Regions from separate parts of the Mus musculus genome. Here region 2 is linked to region 1. The links are chromatin contacts, called in public HiChIP or PLAC-seq maps. All regions are on one chromosome and are shown on one strand. Each heading gives the region's core, a stretch centred on a gene start, on an enhancer-like site or on the middle of the called end of the contact. The rest is flanking DNA. Distances are from core to core; before and after follow the strand shown. Region 1 holds the start of Sh2b2 (SH2B adaptor protein 2). Region 2 holds the start of Upk3b (uroplakin 3B).

Region 1 (5,891 bases), core at 2,124-4,623:
GTAACCCCACATGGACAGTCAGAGACAGACAGCGAGGCAGGCTCGAAGACTAATTAAATCTCCCCCCATGGGGACTGCAGCCTGGAGGTTCACGACACCTGAAAACCCTCCCTTATACTTTGCCAGGGTTCAGGGGACCATGCGAGAAATAAGAATCAGCTTTGGGCGTGGCAGTGCACACCCCAACAGTTAGGAGGTGGAGTCATGAGCTCCTGGAGTTCAGCCTTGGTAACAGAGGGAGATGTTCAGGGCTGCACAAGGCTCTTATCTCGAAACAAATAAGAACACCAGCTGGTGATAGCAGTGCACACCGTTGATCCCAGCACTCAGGAGGCAGAGGCAGGAGGATCTCTGGGAGTACTAGGGCAGCCTGGTCTACAAAGTGAGTTCCAGGATAGACAGGGCTACACAGAGAAACCCTGACTCAAAACAAAAACAAAACAAAACAAAACAAAACAAAAAAAAAACCAAGGGCTATTAAAATGACTTCGTAGGTAAAGGTGTTTGCCACCAAGTCTGATGACCCTAGTGGCATCCCCAGGACCCACATGGTGGAAGGAGAAAGCTGACTTCCAAAGTTGTCTTCTGATGTCCACATGTATGCCACAGCAGGGCATGCCCGTAACACACACACACAAATAAATGTTATAAAAATTACAACAACAACAACAACAAAAATTACAACAACAACAACAACATCAGAGCTTAAGCTCTTGCCCAGGGGAAGTGGCTTGGGAGTCTCTGATCTGGGGACTGAGTGACTTTGGGCAAATCATTCTACGTCCCCTAAATTTGTTTTGTGACAATGCTCAGAGTTTGGCACAGGTCAGCTGAGATCAAGTTAGTTAGCCCTGGGAGGCAGAGACTCCACTGGCTAGCTGTCCCTTACCTTCAGCACTCCTCTCCCTCTCCCCTCCCCCTCCCTCCCTCCCATCCTCCTTCCCTCCCCCTCTTCCCTGGGTGTGTGTTCCATGTCTTCCTTGGGGACTCCTAGTAAGTAGGTAAGAGGGACTAAGAAGCTTTGGGAAGAGTTTCTTCACAACTGGGGGAAAGAAAGTGTGAGCATTAACTCTCTACTCCCCAAAACTGCTCAGTTCCGGATCACCCACAGTCCTCACTACCGAGGGTCACTCCTTCCAGGAGCATGTGTAGTCCTTACCGAGACTAAGGGAGATGGGTTCAAGAAAGCAGTAGCTGGCAAACTCTGGCTCTGTGGCCCTGCCCCATGAAACCCACCCTGCCTCAGGCTGGTGAAGCAGCCTACTTAGCAGGGGAAGGCGCTCACCATCTCACCTTGTGAGCTCACCCCTGGAGCCCCACATAAAGGTGGAAAGAGAGACCGAAAAGTCCACAGATCTTTGCATGTGCTCGGAGGCATATGTGCCCACACACATCACACACACACCACTCCCACCACCACCACCAACAGGAATAAATATAATTTAAGAATCAATTAAATATGTATAGCATTGGAAATGTAAATGAGCTAAATACCTAATAAAAAATGGAAAAAAAAAGAATCAATTAAATACAGGCAGAAATCTCTCTCACTTCAAGCCTGGTCTACATAGAGAGTTTCAGGCCATAGTGAGACTGTCTCAAACAACAACAACTAAGCAAACAAAACCATGATGCCTCACACTAGCCGAATGGGATTTTGAAAGATTTTTTCCCCCCCAGACATCTTGGAAATCAAAAGATATATATTGAAGGTGATACAGTGTAGCGGTTTCAGATTCCCCGTTCCTTACAGCCTCCTGGGGGAACCACTTATCTGGGGGGTGACTGCCCAAGTAGGAAGGGTGCTCCCCAAGAGGAGCAATTCCATCAGATCCCCTGGCAGAAACACTTATTTGGCACACGAGGTAATTCAGCTCAGGGGGCAGACAGAGATCAGGTTGATGAGATGGCTCAGTGGTAACAAGACGTGCGCCAAGCCTGATGACCTGAGTTCGGTCCCCAGAACCCATGTAAAGAAAGAACTGACTCTCGAAAGTTGTCCTCACACACTCACACACACACACACACACACACACACACACACACACACACTCATAAATAAACAAGCAAAAATTTTTAAAAATTCCACAAAGGGGCAGAGATGAAGCTCAACACTGGTCTGACAGCCCCACCCCCTACATCACCTCTGGTGAACTAGACTCTGGTTTACCCACGTTCACAGCCTCTTTGGGGGATACCCTGCGACTGTCCGATCACTGCAGACTTCTGACCTCAAAGACTCCACTGAGGGACTCTATGCGAGGGTGGAAGGGTAGGAAAGCCCTGGCGCGTCCCAGCCTCTGCCTGGCTCCGGCCCGCAGCCCTGGCGCGTTTCCTACACGCGCAGCTCACAGGTTCATCAATGGCCTAGGCCGAAGGGGCTGAATGGAGGGCACTAACCCGCCCCTTCTTAAAGGCGCCGGCCTGTCACCCTCGGCGATCCTCCTCTCAAACCCGGGGCTGCTCCGGAGCTCCAGAGTGGGCGGGTCACGAATAGTGGCCGTGGGAAAGAGGGCCTGGGCCGGAAAGAGAGTGTCCCCACGGGGTCACTGTGGCCCAGCGAGACCCCAGCGTGTAGCCATCACCCTCATGCTGTGTTGACCCACCTCCTCCCAGACCCTGGAAGAGACCTGAACGTCCCCTCCCCCCAGCATCGGATCCCTTCCTGTAGAGGACCAGCTGCGCTCGCCCCTCCAACCAGCCAGGGTCTGATGAGGGGAAAGGGGCTCAGCTGCTCCAGAGGTGGCTTCTTTCTCCCACCTCAGCTTCCCGTTACTCTCCACTTCTCCTGGGCAGTGGGTCTAGGATCCGATCCCAGAGGGGTTCATCCCCCTCTGTCGCGCGTCCTCCTCCCTCCCACCGGTGCACACAAAGACACGCTCGGACCCGGGCGCGTGCGACCGCGCTTCCCGGGGAGGCGGTGAGCACACACCACACACCTCATCACACACACACACACACACACACACACACACACACACACACACACCCTCGGGGACAGCTGGGCACCGGGTAGAGTAAAGGACCGTGGGGACAGGGAGCTGAGAACAAGCAGGCCGTACCTACAGGCGCGCAGCTTCGGCCGCGCGGGCTGGGGCGCCGGAGGAGCGCTGCCCGGACCGCGGCTGGGATCCCCGGACCCGGTGGCGCATGGCCCTCCGGGCCGTAGCTCCGCCCTTGGTGGCCGGTGGCGGCGGCAGCGGGGGTGGCTCCCGCTTCCCTGGCCTGCAGCTTGCGAGGCGGTCTTGGCGGTCCTGGTGCGGCCCCCTTGAGGTTCTCTCCCTCTTCAGGCTCCCGAGCTCCGCGCGCTCCGATCCCAGACTCGCGCGCCGCGCGCCCCTGGCCCTCCTCCTTGCCTGAGCAGCGCGCGCCTCTGGGCCCCGCCCCACCACTAGCCCCGCCCCAACACGCCCCCCCGCTTCAGGCCCCTCCTTTGCCGCACCCCCCGCCCACGCGGCGCGAGCCACTAGCCACGCTCCCAAGTCCTTCCCCAACCCCCAACCCCGGCTCTCTCTCCGGAGCCCCAGTGGCGCCGGCTAACCGCTCTGTCTTCCTCCGGACAGTGGCTGAGCAGAAAGACCCGGGTGCCCAGGTCTCGTTGCCAGTCGAAGGAATCCCTCTCGTGTGGGAGCGTCTCCCGAAGCCCAGGGTGGTGGCCCCCAAGGGCAGGATTGGAGGATGTTCTACGTGATGGGTCACCCCGGGCGTGGACACCCTATAAATGTCTCTGGGTTACTGAGAGTCAGACAGGGGCGGGCGCTGTAGGCCGACCCTCCGCCAGAGGACAATGGAAGCCTCGAGGAGGTCCAGATGTCGCAACCAAGGAAATGTCTGTCTGGTTCTCAACATCCAGGAGCCCAGAGCCACGCCCCCTGTCTTCCTCCTGCCCTCGGGGTGCGGGAAACCGCCCAGGATTTCGGATCTGGGGAAGAGCTCCTACACACAGGTCCTCCCCACTCAGCTTTACTCTGGTCCCACCAGGAGAGGTGTCTGAGGTCGTCCAGGATTCTGCGAAGTCCTCACTCTGGGTTGGCGACAGAACCAGAACTAGGTATTGCCTGGCCTGACTTCTCTGGTGGCGCTCTAGGGCATCCCGAGGGGTAAAGAGACCAGAGGAGATGGAATAACCTGGTGACTAGAGGCGCGGGGAGGAGTCAGATGGGGTTGACACATGCCCATAATCCCAACGCGCTTCGGACGGAGGAGGGAAGCAATAGTTTGAGACCAGCCTAGGGTACATACTGTCTCAAAAAGCCAAAAAACGAAAAAAACGACAAAACCCCACAGGTGTGTGAGGGGATGCTCAGAGGTGAGGCCTGTGGCTTCTGCAGTGGATATGGTCCCTTGGGCCTGCTCTCCTCTCCTCCTTGCTCCCCATTTCAGGGAGACTTCTGTCTGTGTTGACCTCAGGCTGTGATCTGCCTGGAGTGCCTCCATCTGCTGCCCTCCTCCCACACGGGGTGGCCTCTGACCTTTGTAAAGTCCTTTCACTCACAGGAAATCAGATTCACTGATTATTTTCCAGGAAGCAGCAGGGGTGGCATGGGGCTGGGGGAACTGGGCTGACATTGGAGAGATGGGGTGTGCTGAGCACATGGGAACTTGCTGGGGGCCACCGAAACCAGCCAGACCTCTGTTGAGGCCTGCCTGGGTACCTGTTTCTTCTCAGCCACACAGGGACCAGCAGCTGCCCTGTCTCTAGACCTGGCCAGCAAACACTTAATGAAAGTTTAGGCTGGAATCCAGCCATTGATTGAACTCATGTGGCTGTGAACCAGGAGGTTCCCAGTCAGGAAGGGTAGTATAGGGGTGAGAGAGAAACTGAACCCCTGGGTGGTCTGGCTATAGAACCCACTGTCCCCACTGCTTAGGGAGATGGGATGCTGGGGACATGAAAGAGGACTTACCTGGATCTAAGTTGTGGCTTAAATTCAATGGTGAGCTGTCAGTGACTGGCGAGGATTCTGGGATGGGAAACCCAGAATAAGACAATGGTTCTGATCTCTCAGAGGAGGAAGTGAGGAGTGAGTCTAACCCACATGAGGAACTGACAGGACACATAGAAGGAGGGTGGCAGTGATTGGCTGAGAGCAGCTGTCATGGAGATTGGAATGAGGTTTAAGGGTGACAGGTGCATCCGGGCTCCCTGAGGATAGAAGACTTTGGGGCCTTGGAGGAAAATCAGCTAGGACAGATGATAAGGGGTGCTTTTATGGTGGGCTCTGAAGGAGGGGCCTCCCTGGATGCAGAGATCAGAGAAAGCTTGGAATTAAACCTGACATGGACATAGCCCAGTGAGTCTTTTTTTAAAAAAATATATTTTATGTATATTAGTACCTTGCACACAAGATGGAATCAGACAGGTGTCAACTACTGTGTGGGTGCTGGGAATTGAACTCAGGACCTTCAGAAGAGCAGTGAGTGCTCTTAACCACTGAGCCATCTCTCCAGAACTCCCCTCCCGGCCTTTCTTTTTCAAAGACAGGATTTTTTTTTTTTTTTTTTTTTTTTTTTTGGGTAGCCCTGGCTGTCCTGGAACTCACTCAGTAGAACTAGGCTGGTCTTGAACTCACAGAGAGCCACCTGCTCCTGGTCCCTGAGTGTTGGGATCAGAAGCGTGCATCACCATTGCCCAGCTCCCAGTAAGTCTTGCTTTGTGAGTGGGACAGACTGGGGAAAGTTGGTTCTCAGATTGCTGGAGTGTGATGGCTTTGGTACATTTGGCAAGCAGGGACCCAAGAAAAAAAAAGATGCACGCTTCATACATAGCTCTGGGGCACAAAGAAATAGAAGCAGAGACTCCCCAGAAGTTGACAGGGAGGTGACATGAGCCTGTTGGGACACGTCAGGCCCTCAGCCATGGCTGGTCTGACTAACTGATGAGTACTCTG
Region 2 (5,749 bases), core at 74-2,573, 210 kb before region 1:
AAGCCATTTCCAGTGTTTTCTTTCTATCTCCTACTTGAGGATCAGTATGTGAGCTTTTGCGTATTTCTACTGCCACGCCATTGCTCCACCATCATGGACTCTAACCCTCCAAACAGCAAGCCCAACTAAATGCTTCTTTTATAAGTCGCCTTGGGCATGGTGTTTTGTCATAGCAATGGAAAGGTGACTACATCAGCATGGATGCAAGGAACTGTGTACCAACCAGGTCTTCAATAACAAACAAAAAAGGCACATTCATGCTGCTGTAGTAGTGCACACATGAATCCCAGAATTTGGAAAAAGGTGGCAAGAAGATCATGAGTTCAAGGCCAGCCTGGACTACACAGCAAGAATTCCTAGTTGGCCAGAGATTCTTAGCAAGATCTGTTTGAAAAGCATACACACACACAGGGTCACTGGTCTGTGGGTCTTATAGCGGGTGTGTGTGTGTGTGTGTGTGTGTGTGTGTGTGTGTGTGTGTGTGTGTTTGGTTGCCAGGTTGCTTGCAGAAGCTAGCAGTGCCTATCTGTGATCACAGGGGCATCAAAAGTTCAAAGACTGCCAGGCAGAGAGAGACACACGCCTTTAATCCCAACATTTGGGAGGCAGAGGCAGGTGGACCTTTGAGTTCAAGGCCAGCCTGGTCTACAGAGTGAGTTCCAGGACAGTCGGGGCTACACAGAGAAACCCTGTCTGGAAAAACCAAAAAAGGAAAAAAGAAAAAAAAAAAAAAGAGTTCAAAAGTCATCTTCTGTTATATAGTGAGTTTGAGGCTAGTCTGTACTACATGGGAACCTGTCTCAAAAACAGACAAACAAACTTAAAACGACATAGAATAAGACTCGTAGGGTTAGCACTCAGGAGACAGAGGCAGGCAGATTTCTGAGTTCGAGGCCAGCCTGGTCTACAAAGTGAGTTCCAGGACAGCCAAGGCTACACAGAGAAACTCTGTCTCGACAAAACAAAACAAAACAAACAAACAAAAAGGACTTGTAGGGTTTGTATAAACAAAATGTTTGTCAGTCACCAAAGGCTGTCCCGTCCTTTCGGAGGACTAGTGCTTCCACTGGAGAAGGAACGGACATTCCGAGCTGGGGAAGACATATCTCCTTGGGCACAGGCTACATGGAGGGCAGGCAGTGTCTGGGAGCTGCTTTGGGGCTGGACTAGGTCAGGGCCAGCCTACCACACAGGCTCTCCCCTCTCCTCACTTCCTGGATAAGGATGGATGGCCAGAGGGTGGCTCCTGGCACCCAGAGTTCAGGAATCCTAGGCATGTGGTTCTGGGCCCAGATAGAGGAGGGGAGTCTCCCTCCCAGGGCCAGGGAGTAAGGTGGTACCACAATTTAGACATCAGCTTTGGGATGGAGGTGACTGGGGGGTCACGTGAAGGCCAACCCTAAATGGCTCCTCTCCCTTAGTTCTGGAGTGGGGCCCCTGTTCAGGAGCCCACTGAGCCCCTCCCTGGGGTGGGCTGGGAGCAGGGAGGGGTGAGCTCATAGGTTCAGGTCTTTCCTGTTCTCCTGGCAGTCCAAGTGACCAGCAACTGTAGGCCAGAGGTGTCGGAGGTGGGGTGAGACAGGACCAGCCCCTAAGCCTGGTCAGGCCTGATCAAGTGCTGTGGCAGTCATGGTGCGAACGCGGTGGCAGCCTCACCCTCCGCCGCCCCTGCTTCTCCTGGTGCTCGTGTGGCTCCCCCAAAGCCTGAGTCTAGGTGAGTGGAGCTCTTGCAATGGATGCCCTTAGCCAAACCTAGGGTTCTGGGAACCTATTACACCTCCTGGACCGAGAGAATCGGGGAGGGGAGGGGGAGCCCCACAGAACAGCAGTGCTTATCTCGATTCTCACCTTTGTCCCCCATGGCTATAGACCTGATTGCCTACGTGCCGCAGATAACAGCCTGGGACCTGGAAGGGAAGATCACAGCCACTACATTCTCTCTGGAGCAGCCTCGGTGCGTCTTTGATGAGCATGTCTCAACTAAGGACACCATCTGGCTAGTGGTGGCTTTCAGCAATGGTGCGTGCTGAGGACTTGGGGTCTTGGGGTGAGGGCATGGGCTGAGAAGAGATACCCGAGGATCTGGGTGGATGGTAACATTGACCTTGTCTCTGGGTGTGAGGGTCAGGACTGTAGATTAGATTAGCCAGGGATGTGTTGAGCACAAGGTGGGCAAAGCCTGTCCTTTTTTTTTTTTTTTTTTTGAGACAGGGTCTGCTGTAGCCCAGGTGACCTTAAACTTCTGAGCTTACTGCCTCCACCTTCCAATTGCTGGGACGGTGGGCATGCACAACCATGCCAGTCCATGTGGTACCAGGGATAGAGGCCAGGGTTTATGCATTGCTAGGCAAGTACAACCTTCCTAATGCTGACGCCCCTTCAACGCAGTTCCTCATGCTGTGGTGACCCCCACCCCAACAAAAAAATTATTTCATTGCTATTTCATAACTGTAATTTTGCTACCAATACGAATTTTTAATGTAAATATCTCATGTGTGATCCTGAGTTGTTGGAGCCCCGATGGGGATCGAGACCCATTATGTCACCTGGGGAAGTGGGGTCACGCCCTCTGCAGATCGCTTCCTGGGACAGAAGCAGTCCGCTGCTCTCTATTCCTTTAAAATAACTGTCTTGCACTTGCTTATTTATTGTATGTAGCAGTCCAGACGTGATCGTGGGCAATTCAGAGGACAGCTTGAGGGAGTCAGGTCTCTCCTTCCAACCTGTGGGTCCTGGGGATCAAACGTAGGTCGGCAGATTTGGCCACAAGCGCCTATCTTATTAATAGACCTAACAGGGCCACAGCCTGCTCTTGCCTCTATCTGTCCCTTTTTCCTCCAGCCTCCAGGGACTTTCAGAACCCACAGACTGCTGCTAAGATCCCGACCTTCCCACAGCTGCTGACTGACGGCCACTATATGACATTACCCCTGTCCCTGGATCAGCTGCCATGTGAGGACCTGACCGGTGGCAGTGGAGGTGTCCCCGTGCTTCGGGTGGGCAATGATTTTGGCTGTTACCAGCGACCCTATTGCAACGCCCCCCTCCCCAGCCAGGGCCCTTACAGGTGGGTTGTCAGGAGCCCCTGCCCTGGGATTGGGTGTCTTCAGGGAAGGAGGTGGGACTTCTTGGACTAAGATTCAGACCCTGCCCCCTTCTTCTGAATGAGGGCCAGCTATAGCTCCACCCCTTTGTTAGCCACAGTTTCCTTTCTTTGCATAGTGAGGTTTCAAAAAGACCGGACAGCTCTGTGCAGTGGTGTCATAGCCAATGAGGCGATTATTGAATCGCTGACTGAAAACTTATTATTATTGCTGACTGAAAACTTTCCCCCAAAAGATCTTTCAATTTGCTGATCGCAGTGACATACTCATGTGATCTCAGCACTGGAGACAGAGGAAGGAGGTTCATGAGTTCAAGGCCAGGTGCAGGTACATAATGAATTTGAGATAAGCTACTACTTAAGACCTTAAAACAAAAGATCGGCAGCTGGCTGGGGATGTAGCTCCGTTGGTAGGCGTTTAGTCTCTGTGTATGAAGCCCTCCGTTCCATCCCAGCACTCAAGAGGTGAAACGGCAGGAAACGCAGGAGTATGTTATTCACAGCCACAAATTGAATTCAAGGCTAGCCTGGGCTATATGAGACAGTTATTTCAAAAAACCAAAAGATACCCCCAAAAAAAACAAAACAAATAACAAACAAACAACAACAAAACCCAGATGTGTTCTAAGAGGGGAATGTGGATTTCTGCGTGAAACCAGTTACTGGTCTCAAGAGGATCTGACAGAATTCCCAACCCATAGCAGAGATGAAGAAACAAGGCCTGCTGTGCTAGGATTCAAACAAGGTTCTCTTCAGTGTTCATCACCAGATGAAGAGCCCAGGTGCCCTCAGAGAGACTCCGTAGTGGGGAGCCTAGACTTCGGGGTGATGTCTCCCTCTGATTCCTTTATCCAGGCTGGCAATAACGTCTTCCTCACAGCCATTCTGCCCTGCCCCCTTTCCCATCAGCCACTAGTGCTGGCTTCCCTCCATCTGTCTGTTGGGCCCACTCTGTTCTCTTCCTAGAGCTCCCACCCCTGAGAGAGAATAGCATAGTGCCAAGTATTCCCTCCCTGCTCTCCAGGCCCTAGGGGCTCCCAACAGGCCCTGACCACACCCTTAACTCCACCCACATGCCTTTGCCAGGGCTCCTAATTTGAAACCTACCCTCTTCTCAGAATGGTTGGCCCCACAAACTCCATAGACCTAAACTTCTATTTTGTTGTGCTGGTATTGAGCTCAAGAGTTTGAGCCACGCCCCCCAGCCCCTCCCTTGGGGATTCTAGGCGGGGCTCTAGCACTGAGCCACACCCCAGCCCCTCCCTGGAGGATTCTAGGCAGGGGCTCTACCACTGAGCTATATCCTCAACACTTTGTTTTACCTTTTATTTTGAGACAAGGTCTCTCAAAGTTGCCAGGCAGCCACTGAACTTGTGGTTCTCTTCCCACAGCTTACAGAGTACCTAGGATATCAGGCCTGTGCTGCCATGTTCACTTAAGACATCCGAGTCTTACTCTTGACCCCATTGCTTTCCTGTCTCTTCAGTGTGAAGTTCCTTGTAATGGATGCCGCCGGCCCACCCAAGGCTGAGACGAAGTGGTCCAACCCCATTTATCTCCACCAAGGTAGACTGGGGTGAGGGATCTAAGACTGACGAAACTCACGCCCGAAACTCTTGCTGAAGGGTGGGACTTGGGTCAGCTACATCACAATAGAACCAAACCTTTTTCCCTTAGTACTAAGCGTTGAAGCTTATGCAACCAGGGAAGTACTGTACTACACCAATCCATGGCCCTACCCCCTCCCTGGGGGATTCTAGGCAGGGGCTCTACCACTAAGCCATGCCCCCAGCCCCTCCCTGGGGGATTCTAGGCAGGGGCTCTACACAGAAGTACAATCCCAGGCCTCTTTTTTTTTTTTTTTTTTTTTTTCGAGACAGGGTTTCTCTGTATAGCCCTGGCTGTCCTGGAACTCACTTGGTAGACCAGGCTGGCCTCGAACTCAGAAATCCGCCTGCCTCTGCCTCCCGAGTGCTGGGATTAAAGGCGTGCGCCACCACGCCCAGCTCCCAGGCCTCTTTTTTACTTTACTTATTGAGATAGGGTCTAAATTGACCAAGCTGACTTTGAATCTCTGTAGCCCAGGATGGCCTGTAACTTGGGATTCCCTGCCTCATCCTCTCAAGTAACAGATTACAGGTGTGCCCGACAAGTTCCATCTTGACAGCTATCCACTCTTGCTTGGGTGTCCAGCCCCATTCTGCCCCAGGTTCTCTCTACTGTGTGCAGGGAGAAAGACCCAAGCATCCTTCTCCACCTAAAGGCCATGTTGGGGGTGGCACTTCCTTCAGAATCGGGCTACCAAGGCAGTTGGGTAAGGCGACAGGTGACTGTCATCTGAAGGCCTTCAATTCCAGGCTGTAGGGAGTAAGACCAGGTGATGAGGTGAATCCTGAGATCTGCCTGTGGTAGGGAACTGGAGGGAATGTTCTAGAAGGTGAGTCTAGTGTAGAAGAACCAGCAATGGCTGATTCAGGCTGGGGGGGGGGGGGAATGGCCAAGATAGATTGGCTCAGCAGGCTCTCTGGGGCCGTGGGGCAGCCAAGTCTTGAGCGCTGAGCTTGAGTGGGGAAGGTCAGCAGCCTCTGAATGGTTCCTGTGTGTGCAGGAAAGAATCCCAACTCCATTGACACATGGCCTGGCCGA

The links. HiChIP or PLAC-seq counts read pairs in DNA pulled down with a chosen protein or histone mark.
Region 2: an H3K4me3 HiChIP or PLAC-seq map of embryonic stem cells shows a contact between it and region 1, with 2.9 times the contacts expected there. The contact joins the promoter of Upk3b here to the promoter of Sh2b2 in region 1. A contact is called at or near these places in 3 of 39 promoter capture datasets (the SN4741 cell line, embryonic stem cells and pre-B cells), 2 of 15 datasets of contacts at CTCF or cohesin (the G1E-ER4 cell line and embryonic stem cells), 13 of 484 Hi-C or Micro-C datasets (the Ba/F3 cell line, CD8 T cells, the G1E-ER4 cell line and 5 more), 3 of 115 datasets of contacts at active chromatin or transcription factors (embryonic stem cells and pancreatic cancer cells) and 4 of 9 other capture datasets (adipose tissue, embryonic stem cells, liver and 1 more).

The regions. Positions count from the first base shown.
Region 1 is chr5:136,241,567-136,247,457 of GRCm38.p6, forward strand. It overlaps Sh2b2 (SH2B adaptor protein 2), which reads right to left and starts at 3,374. Exons shown (of 9, transcript NM_018825.4): 1 at 3,063-3,374. Gm30408 (a long non-coding RNA gene) reads left to right here and starts at 3,869. Exons shown (of 4, transcript XR_868600.2): 1 at 3,869-4,051.
Region 2 is chr5:136,037,173-136,042,921 of GRCm38.p6, forward strand. Upk3b (uroplakin 3B) reads left to right here and starts at 1,324. Exons shown (of 6, transcript NM_175309.4): 1 at 1,324-1,714; 2 at 1,870-2,019; 3 at 2,842-3,067; 4 at 4,590-4,669; 5 at 5,712-5,749. The coding sequence starts at 1,630.